2 separate regions of the Sus scrofa genome follow, and region 1 is linked to region 2. A link is a contact called in public promoter capture Hi-C data. All regions are on one chromosome and are shown on one strand. Each heading gives the region's core, a stretch centred on a gene start, on an enhancer-like site or on the middle of the called end of the contact. The rest is flanking DNA. Distances are from core to core; before and after follow the strand shown. Region 1 has its middle 76 kb from the start of BTG1. Region 2 holds the start of BTG1 (BTG anti-proliferation factor 1).

The links. Promoter capture Hi-C pulls out the DNA fragments that hold promoters and counts their contacts.
Region 1: a promoter capture Hi-C map of liver shows a contact between it and region 2, with 5 times the contacts expected there. The contact joins the enhancer-like site here to the promoter of BTG1 in region 2. A contact is called at or near these places in 2 of 5 promoter capture datasets (both in liver), 11 of 47 Hi-C or Micro-C datasets (alveolar macrophages, brain, embryonic fibroblasts and 5 more) and 2 of 2 datasets of contacts at active chromatin or transcription factors (alveolar macrophages and skeletal muscle).

Annotation. Positions count from the first base shown.
Region 1 is chr5:90,888,056-90,894,053 of Sscrofa11.1, forward strand. No RefSeq gene overlaps it. Among named protein-coding and RNA genes, the nearest start is that of BTG1, 76 kb to the left of the region's middle. Within about 2 kb of position 1,861, at least 22 of the 83 cell types and tissues checked have an H3K27ac peak or open chromatin away from gene starts, as enhancers often do. A contact at or near this core is called in alveolar macrophages, fetal liver, liver and 1 more, where this site is marked.
Region 2 is chr5:90,812,490-90,817,995 of Sscrofa11.1, forward strand. BTG1 (BTG anti-proliferation factor 1) reads left to right here and starts at 2,705. Exons shown (of 2, transcript NM_001099936.1): 1 at 2,705-3,170; 2 at 4,134-5,447. The coding sequence starts at 3,023. The coding sequence ends at 4,501. All of the region lies in intron 3 of LOC106510428 (a long non-coding RNA gene), which reads left to right.

The DNA of each region.
Region 1 (5,998 bases), core at 611-3,110, 75 kb after region 2:
TAGTAATATTTAGTCCTCCTTGGCTTGTGATTGCTTCACCCTGATTTCTGTCTTCATGTTCACATGGTCTTTTCCCTGTGTACGTATATGTCACTGTGTCCAAGTTCCTCCCCTTTTATAAGGACCCGGTCCTATTGGAGTAGAGCTCAACGTATGACCTCATCTTAACTCTCATCTGTAGATTGTGTTTCCAGATAAGGTACATTCACCAGTACCTGGGGCTAGGACTTCAGAATCTGTGGAAGGGGACAGTTCAGCTCATAACACTAAGTAGAAAAGCCCATTGTCCTTTTCCATGTTTCAAACGTGAATATGGAGGTTTCGGGTGGTTTTATAAATTGCAGCATGAATGTTACCTGTCGCCGAGCATCACCACCAGATCACCAGTGCATAGGCTGCTCTCGCCCACGTGTCTTGCATTGTATGTTTTCCTATATATATATATATATATATATATAAAATTCTTTTTATTGCTTTCTTGCTATCAGTATAATTTTCTCCAAGAGAATGACACACATGGTTTTGGAAAAGATGAACAAAATGAAACATTCCATTTCGAGCCTGAGAAATTGATCCAAACCTTATAGTACTTTGGCTCCTAGTCAGATTCGTTTCCGCTGCACCACAATGGACACTCCCCAAACTTATAGTACTTTGGAGTGTAGAAAATCGGAATTGCTTTCGGATTCTCACTAGCTGTTTTTCTAGGACCCTTTTCTTTTACTCAAAGTTCCCCATCCCCCTCCCGTGCATGTATCCACATAATCCTAAAGCATACGCATGCATCTACACACAGACAGACAGATAGACAGACACACACACACAAATATAGTTTCCCAAAAGAAGACTTTACTTGGGTCCTAAACAAGGCTCCCTAAACAAGGTATTGGTTTTGACTCCTCTGATGTGGCAAGACTCCTTTTATGTTTCTCTTGGTTTTTGTTTGTTTGTTTTGTATGTGTGTTTTGTGTTTTATTTTGTGTGTGTGTATGTGTGTGCTTTGTTACCTTTCACTGGCAGATGACTGTCTATTAGATGCCCAACCAGCTGTCTGCCAGCAGGGGAGCATAAAGATAAACTGCTATTGGTTTCCTCCAGAGAAAAGCTGCTTTATCTCAAGGAGCTGAACTGCCAGGTGGAGTTGAGTAAACTTTGGGGTTACGATACAGTTGAGGCACAAAGTTCACCAGCAGCGTGAACCAGCCAGCCCAGTTCTGCTTTTTCATGTGCTCTAAACTGACGGAACTGAGCAATGTAAACCGGGGTGTAGCAATAGCTTCAGGAGAAAAAGGGCCGTGTTCTCTTGATGCTAGCGGGTGAATGGCTATTTTAGCATCTCATGTGCAGAATACAGTTTTGTTAATTTGCCCCCAGAGTTTACGGGGAAATCAAGATTGAAAAGGGAGAAGGTATATGGCAATTATAAGAGAAATTTTTGCCTGCTGAGCTTACAGAGTTAGAAGGACCTTTTTTATGTCTTGTTTTCTTAGGTAAGGAACCTGAAACTTGGGTAAATAAATTGCAGGAGGCTCTAACTTTGTAAAATGGAAATACTAATAGGGTAACAGTGTAAGTGACAGGTTGTTAGAATTAAATGAGAGGACACCGTCTGAGTTTCTAATGTGTCACTTTCTGAGTTACCTTTCCTCCTTTGACCAGGATCCCTCAGCTAATTAATCCCAGAAAAGGAAATAGACGTCATTTCTCAGTTCAGTGTTTTACCTTTGTCCACGTTATCTCAAGCCTTTGGAGGCCAAGATTTTGGAAATCTCCAAATGAGTGAGCTCTATAGTTAAACAAAAAACCTCCAGCAGCCCCACCAGCGACTTTTACCAGAGCTGCTAATAATTAACCAAAGGGAGTGACTGCATGGAAACTTTTCCAGGCTGCTCCAGGTGTTCCTTGCCAAAAATGGTGTGAGAGGCAGCCAAAGGAAGGACGAGAGGGGAAAGCGAGGGGCCTGCAAAAACACACAAGCATGATTGAATGTCTTGGCTCTCAGACAGACAAAACTGTGAGACAACAAAGCACTTCTTCATTTGTGTACTTACAGATTCAGTATTTCGGGATTTGGGACCCAAATGCAAAGGAGTGGGACAATACGTTGAGTTTTCTCAGTGATGTTTATGTATTCAGTAAATTGATTAACAACTTTTGCAGCCTTATCTGGATCCCATTCACTACTTTAATACTTTACTTTTTATTTTTTTTCCTAGTCACTATTTTAACACTGTGACCTTATTAAGGAGCTGCACACAGTGGGTTTTGGAGGAGAATGGGGACAAATGGAGGGGAGCAGGAGTGGTTGACCATCGAGGTCTTCCTTGTAGATGCTCTGGTGCTTGGCATCCCTTCATCAAGACTGGAGATCAAGAGTTCCCTGGTGGTGTAGTGGTTAAGGATCTGGTGTCGTCACTGCTGTGGCTCAGGTTCCATCGCTGGTCCAGGAACTTGCATATGCTGTGGGCATGGAAGAAAAAAAAAGATTGGAGATTAAAGAATGCTCAATTAGATATGAAAATAGAAGAAGAAACTCTCGACCCCTACTTTCTAAAACACAGGCGGAGAAATGGTTTGCTAAGTGCCAGCATTGGGCTGCTAAGTGAAGGCTGCTTCTGCGGCTTCCTTGACCTTCACTGTTTAGTTCCATTGCTCAGTTGGAATCAGGTGGCATTGCTATGTCACTGAATGCTGTCTTTCCTTCAGGAAGGGTTGGAATCTTGCCCAACGAGGTTGTCAAAGTAAGGTCAGGCAGTTTTCCCATCTAGTTTTAGAATGAGAGGTCAGAATGCACGAGGGCAGTGTGAATTGTTAGCCACCCTAAGCTATTGACTCAGAGGCTACCATGGCCACCCCTGTGCAGAATTGTTCAGTGGTTCCTTGTTGAATGAATGAGTGATGGAAGAAGCTGATGTTGAGCTTGATTCAGATGATGCACACCCACCTTGGCGCGTTGGGCAGCCATAGCTTTATTGATGGTACCATCTTCTAGATCCAGACACTAAAGAAAACAAACCAAGATCACGAAAGAAAACAAACCTAGATTGCTAAAGAAGCCGATGAAGTGTTCGGCTTTCAGATTATGGAGGAGTAAGTTGGATTCTTGGAGAAAATAAAGGTATTAATAGTCTCCATTGTAGGATTAATGAGAGAACACATGCTTAGGGTGGTGGCTGTCAATAGTAAGGGTTCAATATGTATTCGATTTCATATTGTTATGACTATTATCATGTTTGGAGCTTGCTTTTGGAATAGCTTTTCATTCTTTTAATAATTTTTCATACACATACCCATATATAATTTTGCATAAATGCATACATGTAATCACACACACACCTATCTGTTCTTTAGAGCAGTCTTTTTTTTTCTTGACATTTGGCCTTAACTTTTCTCTCTTTCCTCCTTGGCATCCCCTCTACACCCCTCCCTGTTGTGGAACTATTGTTAGTCACCTGACAGGTACTTCTATATTTTCCCGCTTCCTCATATAATCACCTGTGAACATTTTATACTTCACATATGTATGGAGGAGGTTTGGTTATTGCTCATCTTGTGAGCATTGAGTAAGGAAGTCACACTTTCTGTGTCTTCTTATTATGCGTATTTTCACTTACAGTGTATCCGTATAGAAATCCCTCCAAAGTGGCTGTTGTTCAGTTGTAACACATTCTTTGGAATGCATGCTGTGTGATAATGCATGCTGTGGATGAGCTGTCATCTTTATAGACATCGTCAGTGAGTAGCTGTGACTCGGATCTCTGTCCCCCTCTCCTTTTCTCGCTACTCTTTAGTGTCCTTTTACACTCATCCCTGTGCACGGATAATCCTTGAGGTGTCAAGAGGAGACTGTCGTGTTGAATGGCACATTCAGGTGTGGGTTTCATTTTTTATATATGCTGCTAAATGGCTTCTTTAATTTTTTATATATGCTGCTAAATGGCTTGCTGAAATAGTTTTAACAGTTAATGTTTTCTTCACATAGAAGGAACACCTCCACAAGTTAGTGATCATTTCAGTTTTTTGCCAGTCCGATAAGTTTAAAGATACTCTGTTGTTCTTTTACTTTGCATTTCTCTGACTGATTTAATATGAGCGTATTTTCATCTGCTTGCTGGCCATGTGGGTTTGCTCCTCTGTAAGTTTCCTATTCTGTTTCTTTATTCATTTCTTCCTGAGTCTGTCTGTTTTTGTCAGTTTTGTGAAAACAAAACAAAAAGACTGTTGTCAACTGTGGTACAAATATTTCCAAACCTGTCTTTTGTCTGTTTACCCTTTAGGAGAATCTTTCTTTTGTCAAAAATTTTTTTTTTTAAATTCTAGTATGATCAAGTTATGTTTATCTTTTCCTAATGGGTCAAGAAATGTATCGGGAATTCCTGTCGTGGTTCAGTGGGTTAAGAACCTGACTAATATCCATGAGGATGTGGGGTTCAGTCCCTGGCCTTGCTCAGTGGGTTAAGGATCTGGTGTTGCTGTGAGCTGTGGTGTAGGTCACAGATGCTGCTCAGATCCCACATTGCTGTGGATGTCGTTAGGCCAACAGCTGCAGCTCCGATTCAACCCCTAACCGGGGAACTTCTATATGCCACAGGTGCAGCCCTAAAACCAAAAAAAAAGCATCAGCAAGAAAGTTGCCTTTTACCTGAAGATTGTATATATGTATACACATGCAATGTACCAGATTTTCTTGTAGGTATTTTTTTTTTACAATTGTCTTTAATCCAGTCATTTATTTTTGTAAATGGCATAAGAGTGGGGTTCAACTTTTTTTCTTTTTGCTTTTTAGGGCTGCACCCAGGGCATGTGGAAATTCCCAGGCTAGGGGTCCAATCGGAGCTATAGCTTCTGGCCTACACCACAGCCACAGCAATGTCAGATCTGAGCTGTCTGCAACCTATGCCACACCGGATCCTTGACCTATTGAGAGAGGCCAGGGGTCAAACCTGCAGCCTCATGAATACTATTTGGATTCATTCTGCTGTGCCACTGGGGAACTCCTTGATTGTTTTTAAGTACAGTGAATAACTAGTCAAATACATATACGAATGTGTGTGTGTGTGTGTGTGTGTGTATACAGAAGCTCCCAACTTCTGATGGCTTGCTTTTACAGTGGTACAAATGCTATGTGCATTTAGTAGAAACTGTACTTTAAATTTTGAATTTTCATCTTTTCATGGGTTGGTGATATGTGGTATAATACTTTCTCATGATGCTGGGTAGTGACAGTAGCTCCCACTCAGAACAGTAAACAACCGATACACTTGCAACAGTAAACAACCGATACACTTGCAATCATTCCATTTTTCACTTAGGGTATGTAATAAGTTACATGAGATATTCAACACTTCATTATAAAACAGATTTTATGTTAAATGATTTTGCCCAACCGAAGGCTAATGTAAGGCACGTTTCAGTAGGCTAGGCTGAACTGTGAAATTTGGTAGATGGGGTGTATTAAATATATCGTTGATTTATGACATTTTGAATTCACAATGGGCTTATCAGGGTGTAATCCTATCATAAATCAAGGAAGGTCTGTATTTGTGTATGTATATATACCCATATGTATGTGAGTATCTATCTATATACACATGTATGTGTATTTATCTGTACCTATATGTCTCTCCATACAGATATATAGATACACAGCCATATATATTTTTATATATATCCCCCAGATATGTGCATGTGTCTATGTATACACACATCCATATATGTATGCACATATATAATTATTAATTCCCTGTAGAGTTTCACTGAATCTTACTACTACCTACCAAACATTTGATTTAGGAGTCAAAGAGAAATTTGAACTAGTTTGGAAGGAAGACAGGTGTGCTTAAGACCCAATTGACCCAACCCTCTTTCAAACCTTTTGATCCTGTGACACTGTAATTCATCCTCTCTTCCCAACATGAACCTCATCTTTTCTTGTGGGCTTCCCTCTTGTACTACCTGCCTCTGTTACCCATCAGAGGAGTTTCTATATCCAGTTAGA
Region 2 (5,506 bases), core at 1,455-3,954:
ACCACTGCGCCACAACGGGAACTCCCATTTTCTAGGTTTTAAAAATTAACTTGATAATCATCAAATTGCCTGATGATAATATATATACGTCAGCTAATGTATGTATTTGGATGTTTACTTAGTGCTGGAGACAGTGCTAAATAGTGTCTAGTTATTCCATTTAGTCCTCATTTTTTCGATTATAATGCAGAGGGGTTAAATAACTTGCCTAAGGACACAGAGCCTAGGGTTGGGTTTGTAAATAGTTGGGAGTACCCTGTAGTTTAGTATATCAATGAGAAGAGAAAGTGCCTTTATAAATTTAAAAACCGTCAAGAAATATGTGCTAGTTTCTTGGATGAGAAGAGCCTTACTACTAAAAGTGTGTAAAAATATTACTAAACCGATGTATGTCCAGATTTGAAAACCATTAGCAATTAATATTGCGCACTATCTCTTGCATTTAGAATCTATATTTATCCTCCCCCCGCCTTTTCCCCTCTAGATCCCCCAAGATAAGAGTAATTTCTTAAATCCACTTGTCTCTTAAAGGAATGATTTCAGGTGTGAAACACACATATATAATAAAAAACAGTGGGAGGAAAAAAGGATATGTGAGTTAAACTTTGTTCACTCTATTCAACTGATTTTAAAAAGATTTCAGAAAGGGTTCAGCTTCTGCATAGAAAGAAGGCTGTTAAAAGTAGTGTACATTTCATAATGTATGCAAATGTCAAATCATCACATAGTACACCTGAAACTAACATGGTTTTGTACATCAAGTATATGTCAATGAAAGAAAAAAAAGCAGTGGAGAAAAATAGGGACTGGGAGACGCGTCTGAGTTTAGATCCTAGTATTTTGTTAACAATTATTTCTGTTTTGTAGATGAGTCAATTTAAGCTCAAAATTATTGGGAGTCCAAGTTGGAGACCAGGCTTGGAGGTCAACAGATTTCTATTCTAGTTCTCAAATGACTGATGATTAAGGAAAGTGAATAGAGCAGATGATTAACGGTGGGTGGGGTTTAGAAGGATATCAGAAAATCTTGTTCTAGGGTTATGGTAATTTTAAGGATTTACTCCTGTTTCCCTATCTCCTTTTTCATTAGTAAAAGAGGTTTCACATCCTTAGTGAAATAATTACCACCACGTTTATTTATAAGCACAGTTCTATGTGAAAAGTTCTAGAAGGAAATATTACCATTATTTTTGATGCTTTTATCCAATGAAAGTACTTTCACAAGTCATGCTTTTAATACTATTTCTTAAAGTATTTATTTCACATATAACTACATAATTATTTTGTGTGAATGAAAAAATAACCTCAAAGTTGTTTCAAGCCCAGTTTTACATATTTCATGTGAACAATAAGATTTTTCCTTCTACTGCTTTATAGCAAATTCTACTTTTGCTTCATTTCTATACCCTTTGGCACAGTATTAAAACAAAACAAAACAAAACCTCAAAGTGGTGTGTTTTGCAATATTGATGACCAGCTAAGCTCAGGATATTTATTTCCATCTGGTAGAGTTCAACTTCTGCCTCTTGTTTGCTTTCTCCATCTGGCCGGCTCACCATCTTTTTTTTCTCCTCCTTAATGGAGTTCTGGTTAACCCTCTCTTAGGCCTAATCGTTTTAGCAAGTTCACGCCTTCCTATTTTTTCCTAGTTCAGCAAGTAGGGCTTAACTAAACAAATATCTGAGCAAATTTTATCTTTATTTTCTTGTTTTTATAAAGAGCAACAGAACTCTAAGGCTCAAACAGTTCAGTGGATTAGGAAAAAAAGGAAACAACCTTCTGTTTTGTGCAAAAAAGATGTAAAATGCATTATATAGGTTTCTTTTCTTTTACTAAACTTGTTATAATTACATTTATATTCAATAGCAGCCTTTCTTATCAGTTTTAAGCTGGTCAGTAAGGTCTCCACTTTTCTCTGACTCCTCAAGTTACTGAAACAGCAACCACAAAAGGCTTACTAACCTTTATTTATTTTGCAATTAAACTTTGACAAAGACATGCCCCAACCCTCCGCAAGGGTGGAAGGGAAACGGCTCCGAGGCGTTGGCTGCATGTTTGTGAGAACTGGGTTCCGAAAGCTGCAGGATGCCCCGCGAGAGCCGGTTCCCTCCACTTTTCCCCGCACTCCCAGCTTCCTCAGCACGGGTACCCGCATCCCGCTGCTCTGTATGCTCTTCCTTCCTGTGGAGCCAGGCACGTAGACTCAGCGTGGTGACGGGTTGTAAACACCGAGTACGCGAGCCGGCAGGTGCCTTGAGGCCAGATCCGTGCCGCAGGCGCGCGTGTAGACAGCCTGAGCGGGGCTGCTTTTATCTGCACAGCTCTGTCTCCTCGAGGCGAGCCCAGGCAGCGAACGCTTGCAGAGGATGCGCTGGCGCAGCTCCAGGAGTTGTTGGAGCAGGAAGGAGGAGTTAGGGCTAGGGGCGGGGCTTTCACACGCGCACCCTCTGTTTCCTCCATCCCGTTTTCCCCCCCGCTGGGCCGCCACTCGGGGGTTTATTTGTTTACAAGCGGATTACGTCAGCTCCTCCCTCTCCTCCCGGTCTCTGGGCACGCCCCCTGGCCCCTTTTCCCGCCCCCTTCGGCTCAGAATCTGCTTGCATCACAATGGTGCGATCTCCGGATTGGCTGGAGTCGTCCGTCACGCTCCAGCTACGCCACTTCCTTTTCTCTGCGCTATAAAAAGTGCCGCACGGCCGCTGCATCTCTTTGCCCGTCTGAGCTGGAAATGCAAGTGTTTGGAGCTTCGGAGGCTGCGGAGCTGGAGGCGGAGGCGGCCGGGGCGGTCCGAGCGATGTGACCAGGCCGCCGTCGCTCGTCTCTTCCTTTCTCCTGCCGCCTCCTGTCTCGAAAATAACTTTTTACTATAAAGAAGGGAGGAGAAAAAAGTAGCCGTCCACCGCTCACGCTCTCTCCCCCTCTCAGCCCACTGACCTGTGAGGGAGCCCGGGGTGGCCGCTCCGCCGTCGGGGCCGCACCGCCGAGCCCCGGCCGCCCCGGGCCGCCCCCGCCTGCCGCCCCCATGCATCCCTTCTACACCCGGGCCGCCACCATGATAGGCGAGATCGCCGCCGCCGTGTCCTTCATCTCCAAGTTTCTCCGCACCAAGGGGCTCACGAGCGAGCGACAGCTGCAGACCTTCAGCCAGAGCCTGCAGGAGCTGCTGGCAGGTGAGCGGGCGGCGGCAGGGCGGGGGGCGCCGAGGGACGCGGTGGCACATCTCTGGGCCGGGCCGTCGGGGACGCGGGAGTCTTGGCGGCACTGTGGGCAGGTCGCGCTCGGTTCCGGCAGCGGGACCGTGACTGGCGCGCCCGGCTGCCGCTAACGGCGGGTCCGGGACAGGGTTTGGGGGTGGGCCAAGGGCGCCCCCTCCCCCCACGGCTGGCAGACCAAGGGGACAGGAAAACAGACGCACAACAAAGAAACTGAAGCCGACCGAGGCGGGAGCCGCCGTCCTCGGACGGTCCGCGCATTTGGGGGACAAAGGAGCCGCCGGGCTAGGGTGGATTCGACGCCCCCTCCCCCCCATCCCGTCTAACCGTTGCGGGCCCGACGGCCGGGCCACGGGATGGGAAGGCGCGCCGCTGCCAGGGAGCCAGCCCGGGCCGGACGTGCAGTCTCTCCGCGCCTCCTACCCCTGTCCATTAATCATCGGATTTGTCACCGGTACAATTACTGCCCTGCCCAGAGCGTGGTTTAGGATGGCTTGTTCCATTCCCTTCGGGGCGAACAGTCCAGTGGCGCTCCTCTTCGAAGCCATAAACCCCATTGTGTGTGCGGCTGGGGTGGGGTGGAGAAAGTAAACAGGTTCCCGCCTGGCCACCGGTGCCACCCCGCTGCCCGGCTGGCGGAGGCTGCCCGCCGGATTGCCGTTTTGGCAACTCAACCGGTTGGTTCCCGGAGATTGTTCTGTACGGTGTACTACTGTTATTTCTCAAACCCTGCCCGCTCATTCCCCATCGCCTTACATGGACAGCCGCGGATTCAATGCTGGGTTTTTTTTTTTGTTTTTTTTTTTAAAGAAAGTTGCTAGTTTGCATTTTCCCTCAACGAAGCCAGCCGAAGAAAGAAACTACAGCGGGAGCCAGCAGTAACGATATCTAAGCGCTGTTTCTGTTTTTTTTCTTCTATAGAACATTATAAACACCACTGGTTCCCAGAAAAGCCGTGCAAAGGATCAGGTTACCGTTGTATTCGCATCAACCATAAAATGGATCCTCTGATTGGACAGGCAGCACAGCGGATTGGACTGAGCAGTCAGGAGCTGTTCAGGCTTCTCCCAAGTGAACTCACTCTCTGGGTTGACCCTTACGAAGTGTCCTACAGAATTGGAGAGGATGGTTCCATCTGTGTGCTGTACGAAGCCTCACCAGCAGGAGGTAGCACCCAAAACAGCACCAACGTGCAAATGGTAGACAGCAGAATCAGCTGTAAGGAGGAACTTCTCTTGGGCAGAACAAGCCCTTCCAAAAGCTACAATATGATGACTGTATCAGGTTAAGATATAGTCTATGGATGGATCCTCTTATAATGGATGGATAAATTTGATTTTTGCTTTGGGTGGGCTCCTCTTGGGGATGGATTATGGAATTTAAACCATGTCACAGCTGTGAAGATCTGGCACAAGATAGAGTGGTAAAAAAATTTTTTTAAGTGACAGTGCCATAGTTTGGACAGTACCTTTCAATGACTTAATAGCCTGTGAGTCCAAGTAAATTGATCACCTTATTTGCTAGGGAGTGAAGTCCTGGGGTGGTTTCATTTTCTCCCGGACATGATACCTAAATTTTTACATCAGTCCCTTTAACACAAATCCATATTTCAAAGAACCTTTCTCTGCGGTAGAACTTGGCAGAGGAAATTTGCACTATTACACTTAAATTGTTATCCTTTTTGGCAGCTCGATAGGAAAGCTCAACATTTTAAACGCGGTAGTACTGGAAATTTTATAACAAGACTTTTACCTAGCACTTAAATATGTATAAATGTACATAAGACAAAACTAGTAAGCATGACCTGGGGAAATGGTCAGACCTTGTATTGTGTTTTTGGCCTTGAAAGTAGCAAGTGACCAGAATCTGCCATGGCAACAGGCTTTAAAAAAAGACCTTAAAAAGACACTGTCTCAACTGTGGTGTTAGCACCAGCCAGCTCTCTGTACATTTGCTAGCTTGTAGTTTTCTAAGACTGAGTAAACTTCTTATTTTTAGAAAGTGGAGGTCTGGTTTGTAACTTTCCTTGTACTTAATTGGGTAAAAGTCTTTTCCACAAACCACCATCTATTTTGTGAACTTTGTTAGTCATCTTTTATTTGGTAAATTATGAACTGGTGTAAATTTGTACAGTTCATGTATATTGATTGTGGCAAAGTTGTACAGATTTCTATATTTTGGATGAGAAATTTTTCTTCTCTCTATAATAAATTGTTTCTTATCTTGGCATTTTAATCAATCTCTTGTCATGATTATAGAGGTTCAGCTAAAAGAAATCTATTTCTCAGAAGACT